2 separate regions of the Mus musculus genome follow, and region 2 is linked to region 1. The links are chromatin contacts, called in public HiChIP or PLAC-seq maps. All regions are on one chromosome and are shown on one strand. Each heading gives the region's core, a stretch centred on a gene start, on an enhancer-like site or on the middle of the called end of the contact. The rest is flanking DNA. Distances are from core to core; before and after follow the strand shown. Region 1 has its middle 3.9 kb from the start of Gm39364. Region 2 overlaps Herc1 (HECT and RLD domain containing E3 ubiquitin protein ligase family member 1).

What was found. HiChIP or PLAC-seq counts read pairs in DNA pulled down with a chosen protein or histone mark.
Region 2: an H3K4me3 HiChIP or PLAC-seq map of bone marrow-derived macrophages shows a contact between it and region 1, with 2.2 times the contacts expected there. The contact joins two enhancer-like sites. A contact is called at or near these places in 2 of 39 promoter capture datasets (the C10 cell line and liver), 1 of 15 datasets of contacts at CTCF or cohesin (CD8 T cells), 14 of 484 Hi-C or Micro-C datasets (the 63-12 cell line, B cells, CD8 T cells and 9 more), 4 of 115 datasets of contacts at active chromatin or transcription factors (CD8 T cells, the SCID.adh cell line and bone marrow-derived macrophages) and 1 of 9 other capture datasets (embryonic stem cells).

The regions. Positions count from the first base shown.
Region 1 is chr9:66,302,170-66,307,594 of GRCm38.p6, reverse strand. No RefSeq gene overlaps it. Among named protein-coding and RNA genes, the nearest start is that of Gm39364, 3.9 kb to the right of the region's middle. Within about 2 kb of position 2,209, at least 157 of the 459 cell types and tissues checked have an H3K27ac peak or open chromatin away from gene starts, as enhancers often do. A contact at or near this core is called in bone marrow-derived macrophages, where this site is marked.
Region 2 is chr9:66,372,261-66,377,685 of GRCm38.p6, reverse strand. Herc1 (HECT and RLD domain containing E3 ubiquitin protein ligase family member 1) reads right to left here. Exons shown (of 78, transcript NM_145617.3): 2 at 4,945-5,425; 3 at 1,274-1,369. Among named protein-coding and RNA genes, the nearest start is that of Gm30447, 21 kb to the right of the region's middle. Within about 2 kb of position 2,390, at least 54 of the 459 cell types and tissues checked have an H3K27ac peak or open chromatin away from gene starts, as enhancers often do. A contact at or near this core is called in bone marrow-derived macrophages, where this site is marked.

The DNA of each region.
Region 1 (5,425 bases), core at 960-3,459:
AGTCCTCTGCCGCCTCTGCCTAGGGCGCTGTCCAGATGCTGAGAGTCAGTAGCCTGCAGGCTGATGAACCTGCATAGGAGCTGTCCAGCTTTGGAAGCCTGCAACAAGAGTGGAACATGGAGGGAAGACCTTGAAGTTCAGCTGATGCTTAAAGAGTCTAGGCCTCAGAAGCTCTGACTCAAGCCAGCTTAGCCAGCAGAGCCTCAGAGGCCATGCCCTGCTGTACAAAGGAAACAGCTGAAGCCCAGACAGGACAAGGATTGGCTGAGAACGTGTCGGATCTATGGTTTCTCACATGTCTGTGTACTGTGAGCTCCTACTACATAGAATTAAACACTTGTTCACCAGTGTCTATTGGGGCTGCAGGGATGCCAAGACCATGGCACCTATTACATACTCCTTTTATCACTATATTGCCTAATTTTTTTGTTTTTGTTTGTTGTTGTTGTTGTTGTTTTGGTTTTGTTTGTTTGTTTGTTTCGTTTTGTTTTGTTTTTGAGACAGGGTTTCTCTGTATAGCCCTGGCTGTCCTGGAACTCACTTTATAGACCAGGCTGGCCTGGAACTCAGAAATCTGCCTGCCTCTGCCTCCTGAGTGCTGGGATTAAAGGTGTGCGCCACCATGCCTGGCTATTGCCTAATTTTTATCTCTACATGGTGATTAGCCATGGTAGTGCTATTATCAGTACAGAGCCTCTTTTTTCCAGATACCAGAGGCAGGCACAGAAGAGATACATGAGATGACAAGCCTAAGGGACTGGAACCAGTCGTGAGAGAAGGGTGCCCGGGAAGGGAATATCTAAGGTGGACAGGAAAAAGGCATTCACTAGGAGGGAGAGTTAGGGAGACAACTCTATAGGGGGAGGAGCCAGGGGAATAAGCACAGCAGGCACACGTGGCTCATGGAGAGCAGCAGAAGGTTGGATGGAAACAGTGAGTAAGGTAGGGTGCTCCAACTCAGCTCCATATGGGTGCTTCAACTCAGTATGTAGAAACAGAGCTTGGCTGAGAGTCCTCACAAGAATACTCCCAAGGGGTATGACCCATGAGTCCTCCCTGAGAATACTCCCAAGGGGTATGGCCCATGAGTCCTCCCTGAGAATACTCCCAAGGGGTATGACCCAGCTCTCCAACTGTGCTGTAGATTCTTTCCAAGTGAGAGTGCTGGCCATCTCTCGCCATCTCAGCACTCCAAGGCTTTATAGCAGAGACTGTTACAAAGACTGGATCACTGGCTGCCAAAACACAAAACCTGCAGCCATGACCATTGGAGTGCTTATACCTGCCTCCTTGCATACTTGGTTAAAGGTTGGGAGGAGGTATGGTTAGAGAGGTCTGAGGTGAGAGTCGAGTGGTACTGTCTGGTTTTAGAGACAGGATCTCAAAGCAATCCTCCTGTCTCAGATTCCCAAGGGCTAGGATGACAGGTATGAGTCACCCCACTTGACGCCACATGTGTTATCTTATTCAATCCTCCTAATAACCTTCACGTTACAGTTGTGGAAACCGAGGCTCAGATAAATGAGATAACCTGACATTCTTCCCCAGGTTGTTCCCGGCGGAGACACCAAAGCAGCCACAGAACTCACGGAAGTCCTCTGCTCAGGAACTTTTGCTTTCTCCCACGGCCTTGCCTGCCTTTCTCAACATAGCATGAGAAACTACCATCTATTCTTTCTTCCCTCCTGACTCTTATGTGGGGGCAGGCTACAAGGAGGGCTGAGATCACCCCAACTCTCCCTGCAACACACATACTTTGCCTGCAGGCATTTGCCTAATAGCCCTCTGGCCCTCTCCTCCTGTTTCAGTGCCTGTTTCTCAGAAGACCTGGGCTGACACAGCTGCACAGCCGGGGGTGGCTGGCTGGGCACAGACCGCCCACTACTCATTCCTCCGCGTGGCTCATTCCTCCGCGCGGCTCTCCATCCTCCATGGCACAGTTAGACATATCTGGCGATCATCCTGGAGCGCCTGCCTGGTTTTTCTTCAGCTTACACTTGACAGAGCTCTTCGCTTTCTTTCCTTCAGCAGCTCCCGCCTCCTTCCAGAAGGAGTAGCTGGCTGGCTCTGGCACTGCAGAGAACTCCGTGTACCTGTCCCTTCTTGCTTTTCCCCTGGACTTCAGATGGAGGAAGGCAATCTGTGTGGGTGTATTTCCCCCTTCGAATGGGTTTCCACGCCTGTTTTACATCTGCCTTTCAGTTTCGGTTTTAAATCGCGCCTCAAGGCTGAACAATTCCCTCTACAGTGATAATGTTCAAAATCTCCTGAGCCCTAGAACCTGAAAAACAAATGAAACAGGAAATAACCCCACAGATGGTGTAGACGCCCCCAGATGGGGAGGGGAGCTCCGTTCCTAAAAGCCTGCATAAACAGACTCTTTCTGCAATCTACAGCAAGCTTTATAAACACAATCCTGAATGTACAGCTTAATGTTCCTTTTGTTCACTAGAAACAGAGTGGTAGCAGACAAGTATTTGCAGTGTGAAAAAATGATTATCTTTAATGGAGTCATTTTGTGAGATCAGAGTTCCTCATGATTGGTTTCTGGGAAGCCAAATATATTATTAGCCATAAAATTGGTATTAAAAAAAATGATGTTACTCCCCTCACTTTCACAAGTCTATAAAGGGACCACTGAGTTCATACCTTGAAAATAATGACTTCCAAATAGCCATGGCTGTTCCAGGCAGAGGGGATGACTGTGAGCATTTTTAGATTAATGAGGGAGGTGGGAGGTCACCTGAATTTAAAATGTGCTGTTCAGCACTGGAGAGATGGTTAGTAGAACACATGCAGTGCATGCTTGAAGACCTGCTTTTGAAATCCTAGCACCCACATAAAAATACAGGTGTGGTCGAATACAATTGTAACCTCAGGGCTGTGCAGGGAGGAGATGGGCAGATCCCTGGAGTTCACTGTCCAACCAGTCCAGCTAAGTCTATGGCCTCAAGACTCAGTAAGAGACCCTGTCTCAAAAAACTAAGGAGGAGAGTGGCTAAGACAGATACCTGATGTCGACCTCTGACATCATGACTCAGCAAATACATGTGCACACACATGAATATGACCTCTGACACATGACTCAGCATATACATGTGCACACACATGAATATGCACATGTACATACATATACATGCACACACATGCTGCTTTTGTACATCCTGATACCAACCACCACAGTTTATATGTCCTGGTCTAGCCAGTGGTACCTCTCCACAGGGCTGTCCACGCTGACTTCAATGAGGCTGTGTCAGGCCCAAATAGGCAAATGATGAGCTGTCAAGGAAGCCAGCTGTAGCTCAGAAGAAGTGGGCATCATGGAGCAACTGGTTGTAACAAGAATGGCCAGAAAGAAAGGATTCTAAAGGCACAGATATCTCCCAACTCCAGAAATGTGAGAAAGCAAGGCTCTTGAAAAGCTGTATAAAACAGTCACCACACATTGAGCCAAACGTCATAAAAAGAACCTTGAACCTATGATTTACCCCCAACTTCTGTTCCCTAGGCCCAGATAATATACACTGAGGACTGAGTAAATGTTTTAACTGTGAAAGACTGACTAATGGAGTCACGGTACAAGCTCAGATTTTTATATGACTGAATTACGAGAAGCAAAAAAATACTATGGAAACAGCCTAAATAATACAGGAGACTGGGGTTCCATCACAAACACCCAAGGCCCAGGCCATGGTCTCTCCTTCCAAATGTTCTTTTTGCTTGTTTTTTCCTAACCCAAGTCCACTAACAACCCTCTGCCTATTGTTTTCTTAGATTAGTATTTGTAGTTTTATTGACAGTGAACAGTAAAATCTCTTCTGTAATCCAACTACTGCACCAAAGAAAGCAGGTGCAGACTACAGCAGCAGTCATCCTTGTCCCTGGAACCTACCTCCTTCCTCAATCAAGGCAGCCAACCCCAGATACAACCAGACCAGTATATTCCAGTCTGAACCTCAGGGAGTCAATCCTGTCCTTCTACCAGGTAGATCCTGGTGAAGAACTCGAGTCATTGGGCTTGGACATTTATACACTGAGCCATCTCACAGATAAAGGCATATCAAAGGAGAAATGGGGAGGTTGCTCAGTAGTTAAAATCACCAGCTGCTCTTCTAGAGGACCAAGTTCAATCCCCAGATTCTCAATTCCTACATGGTGGCTCATAATCATCTGTGACTCCATTTCCAAGGGTTCCAATGCCCTCTTCTAACCTCTGTAAGTACCAGACATGCATGTGGTACACCCATACACATGAAATAAATCATGTTTTTAAAAAAATATCAAGGCTGAGTGAGGTAGACAAGTTGGTAAGGTGCTTGCTGTGCAGACGTGAGGACTGGAGTGTAATTCTCAGAATCTAAATTAAAATCCTTATCGAATCCCTGAGCATACAACACATGCCTACTGAAGCAGAAATCAATCATAGCAAGCAACTCCAGAAGACCATCGTGTCCCCGGAGAGAGGAGCACATATCAGAGACCAGGCAAACCTCATAAATACTCAGCTCACTACCAGGAAGGAACAAGCAGGATGCAAACACCAGCCAAAGTGCTAACTCTATAATTAATCTTGTTAAGGACATCATGTGAAACATATACCTCTATAAGATCAAATTCCCTTATTGAATTTTTAAATAGGTGAGAGGCTATACACCATATCATATGTGAACAGAACTGAGAGATACACAAAGTCCTCCTGATCTAGTCAACTCATTGTTACTAAGTATTTCAGTCATCTGGTACAGTTTCTAAACCAGCAAGTTTGAATGAGACGAAGTTCTAAGTCTCATACTTCTGCCTAGGATAGTTACCCTCGTCTACATGTAGCTTATTAAAGAACAGATAGGAACCGGGTGTGGTGGCACACACCTTTAATTCCAGGGAGGCAGAGGCAGGTGGACTTCTGAGTTTGAGGCCAGCCTAGTCTACAGAGTGAGTTCCAGGACAGCCAGGGCTACACAGAGAAACCCTGTCTCAAAAAACCAAAAAAAAAAAAAAAAAAAAAAAAAAAAACCAACAACAACAAAAAAAGAAAAGAACAGATAGGAAACATCCTTGGGGTAATATACTTGTCCCAGGGTCTTATAAAGTATTTAAGGGGAGGATGTGAATTACCAACTAATGGTGGGTCCCAGAAGATCTAAATGATCAAAGAGTGGGAATCGATGCTTGACCAAGAAGCACGCAGGTGAAATACACCCTCTCATATTTCATGTTGGATTTTTAGTCAGCAAGTACCACCTTCCGTGGCAGATTAAAATGAGCCAGGACTCCAGGTCATTAGGAGTCCTGACTGCTGGTATGCTGTAACCAACTGAACCCATGTGTGTTTGCTGGGTCACCATATTAAACATTAGCTGAGCCACTGATGACAGAGACTAGTTCAGCTGATTATATGGTCCTCAGTGAGAGAGTCTCACCTTGT
Region 2 (5,425 bases), core at 1,141-3,640, 70 kb before region 1:
TTCAATATTAATCAGAATTGTTCCTGTTAAAAGGAAATGCAGGGACAAAAAGTGGAGCAGAGACTGATGCAAAGGCAATCCAGAAACTGCCCCACCTAGGGATCCATCCCATCTATAGACACCAAACCCAGACACTATTGCAGATGCCAAGAAGCACTTACTGACAGGAGCCTGGTATAGCTGTCCCCTGAGAGGCTGAGGCTGAGCCAGAGCCTAACCAATACAGATGTGGATGCACACAGCCAACTATCAGACTGAGTGCAGGGACCTCAATGGAGTAGTTAGGGGAAGGACTGAAGGAGCTGAAGGGGCTTGCAACCCCACAGGAAGAACAACAATATCAAGCAACCAGACCCCCCAGAGCTCCCAGGGACTAAACCACCAGGAGGGACCCATGGCTCCAGCTGCACATGTAACAGACATTGCCTTATCTGGCATCAATAGGAGGGGAGTTCCTTGGTCCTATAGACGCTCAATGACCAAGCATAGGGGAATGCTAGGGTACTGAGGCATGAATAGATGAGTGGGTGGGGGAGCACCTTCATAGAAGCAGGGGGGCAGGGAAGGAGAAAGGGGGTTTGGGGAGGGGAAACTGAGAAGGAGAATAACATTTGAAATGTAAATAAATAACCAATTTTTTAAAAAGCGATTTTAAAAACATTTTTTAAGTGGGAAAAAAAAATGAGTTAGAGTCCAGGCACATACACGTGGGTGACACAACTAAAACTGGCAAGGAAATTAGTTTAAAAGTCAATACAGTGAACTGTTGTAGAGAAAAGGTAATGACCAGACTGTGAAAGGCCTTCTGCAGTGGATGGCAAATTCTATTTACTTTTCATATGTATGTGTGTGTGTGTGTACTTGAGAAAGTTTGTTCTTTCCTTCTACCATGTGGTACCTGGCAATTATAATCAAGTTGTCAGGTTTGATGGCAATCTTTTTTTTTTAAGTCTAGGTAATGATTAGAAGAATATTTATTTTACCACAATTTGTTAAGGTATACAATTATTTATAATTCCTTCTGAATCTGTTTTACTCAATAACTTTTTTCAACAAAAGTTACCAATACATGATCCAAAAATTAAAATAACTAAAAGGAGACACACTGAAAAGTATCTCTTTCCAAGCCATGGCAACTAAACACTGAGCTCCAATCTCCAGGGATAGCCAACCACTGGTACCATTTTCTTTTAGAGACTTTCAAGAGATAAATGTATGCTGTAACATTTTACAACAAAGACATTTTTAATGCAAAGCTATGAAGATTACATACCTCTTCAAAAAGACATAATGCTGCCTCATAGAGTGAACATAAGCCTTCAGATGTTCTAGTTGGTTCTCTCCACTGACTCCGATCAGCAGATGAACCCTGTAATTAAATATTGTGGGGTACAATATGGAAAGGAAACAGACATATAAGTTAAAAAAAATCTACTTTAAAAACTTTGTAAGATTAGGTGTACTACCAATTCCTATTACTAGGACAAAACCAACTAAAAGTATTACAAAAATCTATTGCGTCAAAGGATCAATCAAGCACCAATCACTTTATAACTGCCTCATTAAATAGAGAGAAAGCCATACTAAATAAAACACAAGATTCTTCTTTGAGGCAAACACAGAATGTTGAAGACAGCAGTCTACTTTTCAGTGTATCTTTGACTTACTAAGAAGCATATATGACAAGGTATAGGGCCTTGGGTGGAGGAAGGGTGGTTTCTGACTAGGTACACCTGATATTTGTCCAGGAATGACAAATAGACAGAAACTAGAAAACTAACAATAAAATCATTCTGCTACACATTTTATAGTTACTATTTGTGGAAAAGGTTAACCTATTTAACAAAAGCAAGTAAACTGTATAAAATAGAACCAGAAAAATATGGATTTAAAAGGTAAACTCAAGGTTATAAGAATTACTTCACACAGTATGTGACTCAGGAGTCTGTGTTATATTATGATACTCAGTAGACTAACACAGTTGCTTCACACTTTTAAGATCAAGGTAAATAATATCTTACCTCACAAATTATGAAATTACCTCACATGATAATTGAAAAAATATGCAAAGCACCTGATAGAAAACAGGCACTAAAATTAGTTTACTTTCTCCTCACTCCAAATAGTGAGGAGCAGTTAATCAAAGAAGCTGAAAAGGCAGGGTGTAGAATATTATTAAATAAAAAATAAAACACATTATATACAAAGTCTTATATACATATATATAATAATGTTTTCTTGAGCTTATAGAGTCAACTTAAATATCAAGTCAATTTGTGACTATATAAGCAAGCTTATGCTAGAAGATGCTAAAATGTTATATGATAGAAGGGGTGTAGAGTGCTTGCCTAGCACATTAGATCCTGGGGTAATGGAACACAGGGTGTGGGGGTGGAAGGATGAGGCAATAAAAGGCAACAGTGTTATTAGATTATAGATCCTCTAGCTGCTTCTCTCTTCCCCCTAACAGCCAAGCTTTCCTGCAACCTCTTTCCAGGTGCCTGGTAGTTCCATGCCTCCCATTTGCAGCTTTAAGCAAGATTAATCCCCTCTACACATACACACATTCCCACACAGTATCTGACTCCTTGGCTTACAGACTAGCCAGACTAAATCATGTGGTATGGAACTTCCCCCTTCTCAACTAGAAATTTGCAATGTTATGCAATCTCAAGACATTTCCATATTCATATTCATATTCTCTCTCTCTCTCTCTTACACACACACACACACACACACACACACACACACACAAACATCAGCTTCCTTCCTGAACCTGTTGAATCTGACATGCATTTCTTTATAACAAATAGATATTGTGGAAATCAGTCAAGTCCTGGGGCACTCCTTTCCTTCTTTAAAAAAAAAAAAAGGTGAAGAAACCTCTTACTAATTTTGTTCTAGAAAAAAATACCATGGTAAACATATACTGTGGCACACACCTTTAATCCAAGCACTCAGGAGACAGAGGTAGGAAAATCTCTGAATTCAAAGCCAGCCTGGTGTACAGAGCTAGTTCCAGGATAGCTAGGGCTACATGGAGAAAAACACATACAAAGAAAAAAAGAAAGGGAGGGAGGGAGGGAGGGAGGGAGGGAGATAAAGTAACCAAACATTTACAGTTCAGTTCACAAATACAAAACATATACCAGATAAAAAGTTCAATGCTTCTGCTTTGAAAGTGACTGTTTTTAATGAAATACTTTTATTAATCAAAAGCTTTGCATTTCACTTGGTGATAGAGGGAAGGTTTGAAATATGTAAATATAACAAGTGGCATCTTTGTGATTTTAAAATACATTTGTTAGGTTATATTGGGCAATAAAAGGTACATGAACTCACTCTCCCCCCTCCTCCCTCCCTTACAAACACACAAACCTGGAAGGATACTATGGCACATACCTTTAATCTCAGAGGCAGAGGCAAGTGGATCTCTGTGAATTCAAGGCCAACCTGGTCAAGAATTCCAGGTCAGCCAGGGATACACAATGAGACCATTTAAAACACACACACTCACAAGCACACACACACAAAGCAAAAGCAAACAACCAAAACCTGATCAATTTAACTTAACTGAACTTATACCTAAATCAGTTTATAAGTATTTGAGCATTAATATTTTAAAATTCAAATTTTTATTCTTGGTTTTCAAAGTTATTACAGTTCAGTCTTGTAAATTCTTAAAATTTATCATATATATGCTTATTCTTTAATATAATATTCAAGGTTATGAAAGTGTAGGGATTCACTTCTACAGACAACAAACTCTTTACAGACTTCTGCTTAACTCACTACTTCTGTTTATTCAGGTCTCTGTTCAAATGTTACAACTCAGAGTCCCAACCTGACATTAACTAAAACAGCATGCCTTTAACTCTCAAACTATCATTCTCTTCTTTCCTCTTAAAACGTCTCACCTGAAATTATGATCTTTTTTTTTTACTTATTTCTATGTGTACAGGTATTTTGCCTACATGTATAGCTGAGCACCATGTGCATGCAGTGACCACAGAGACCAGAAGAGGGTGTTGGATCTCATGGAACTGAAGTTACAGATGGTTGTAAGTCTCCATGCGGGTATTGGGACCTGAACCTGGGTCCTCTCCAAAAGCAACAAGGTCTTAACTGCTGAGCCATTTCTCTAGTTCCCTAAATTTATGAATTTCTTTCCTGATCACCCTAGCACGATGTGAACTTAGTAAGAGCAGAAATTGTATCTCTAGGGTTGCATCCTCAGGTCCTAAAATAATACTTGAAATATAGTACATAATTTTTGAAAACTAGAAAAAGGCCTGCTATGGTGGTGCACACTTGTAATTGTAGCACTTGGGAGGTAGAAGCAGAAGGATCAGGAATTCAGGGCCAGTCACAGCTACATATCAAGTTTGAGGCCAGACTGCAAAAAAATGGAAAGGATGAGATCGGAGATGCTTTTTAAAAAAAAAAAAAAACTGCTGGGCTGGAGAGATGGCTCAGCAGTTAAGAGCACTGAATATTCTAGAGGTCCTGAATTCAAATCCCAACAACCACATGGTGACTCACAACCATCTGTAATGAGATCTGATGCCCTCTTCTGGTGTGTCTGAAGACAGCTACAGTGTATTTATAATAAATAAATAAATAAATAAATAAATCTTTTTTAAAAAAACTGCCATACTCACTAGTCAAGGTCTCTCATTTTACTCATGAATGTAAAGTTAGGTTAATTCTCCAAATCTACTAAAATAAACTAAGACAAACTAGAAACTCAGCTTCTGACCTAGGGGCCTTCATTGTAATAGCAATATGTGTGAGTTTCCCCCCACAAAGCACAAAAAAATATTTAACCAACTTAACATACCAAAAGAACTCCCAAATCTCTTACAAGAGCCACAAAATTATTAAAAGCAGGGTTGACTATCTAACAATTTTTCAAAGTTGATGCTTGGAATACATGGTACATACCAAAGATCGCCTCATCTGCATTAATATAGCCATAAAGCAGTCAAAGCTGATCATTCCTTCCTGGCTTGACAGTAGTTTGTTTTTCTCCATAGTATATACAACTGCTGAAGCCCCCAAAGCCATTTCTATCCATTCAAGAAGGTATCTCAAAGAGCCTCTCTGAGCTGCTAAGCCAAGCAGCAACTCAGAAGCTAATCGACGACCTAAAGTGTCTGCCCCAGAATTGGGAATAGTTACTCCTTTAAGAAATGTTGTGACTTGTGATAAGCAGTCCAAGCCCATAGGAGGAATCTTGCTTTCATTTGCTAAAGACAATGGAGGCAAAGAGCTCACAACTTCAATTGCAGTATGAATAACGTCGTTGCAGAGACTGAGGCCAGGTCCCGACACAGGCATCATCCAACTCTGTCTCAGAAGTGCAAATAACAAACTTAGACCAGTTCGGACACCCATTTCTATAAGTGCATCAGTGCTTGACCGG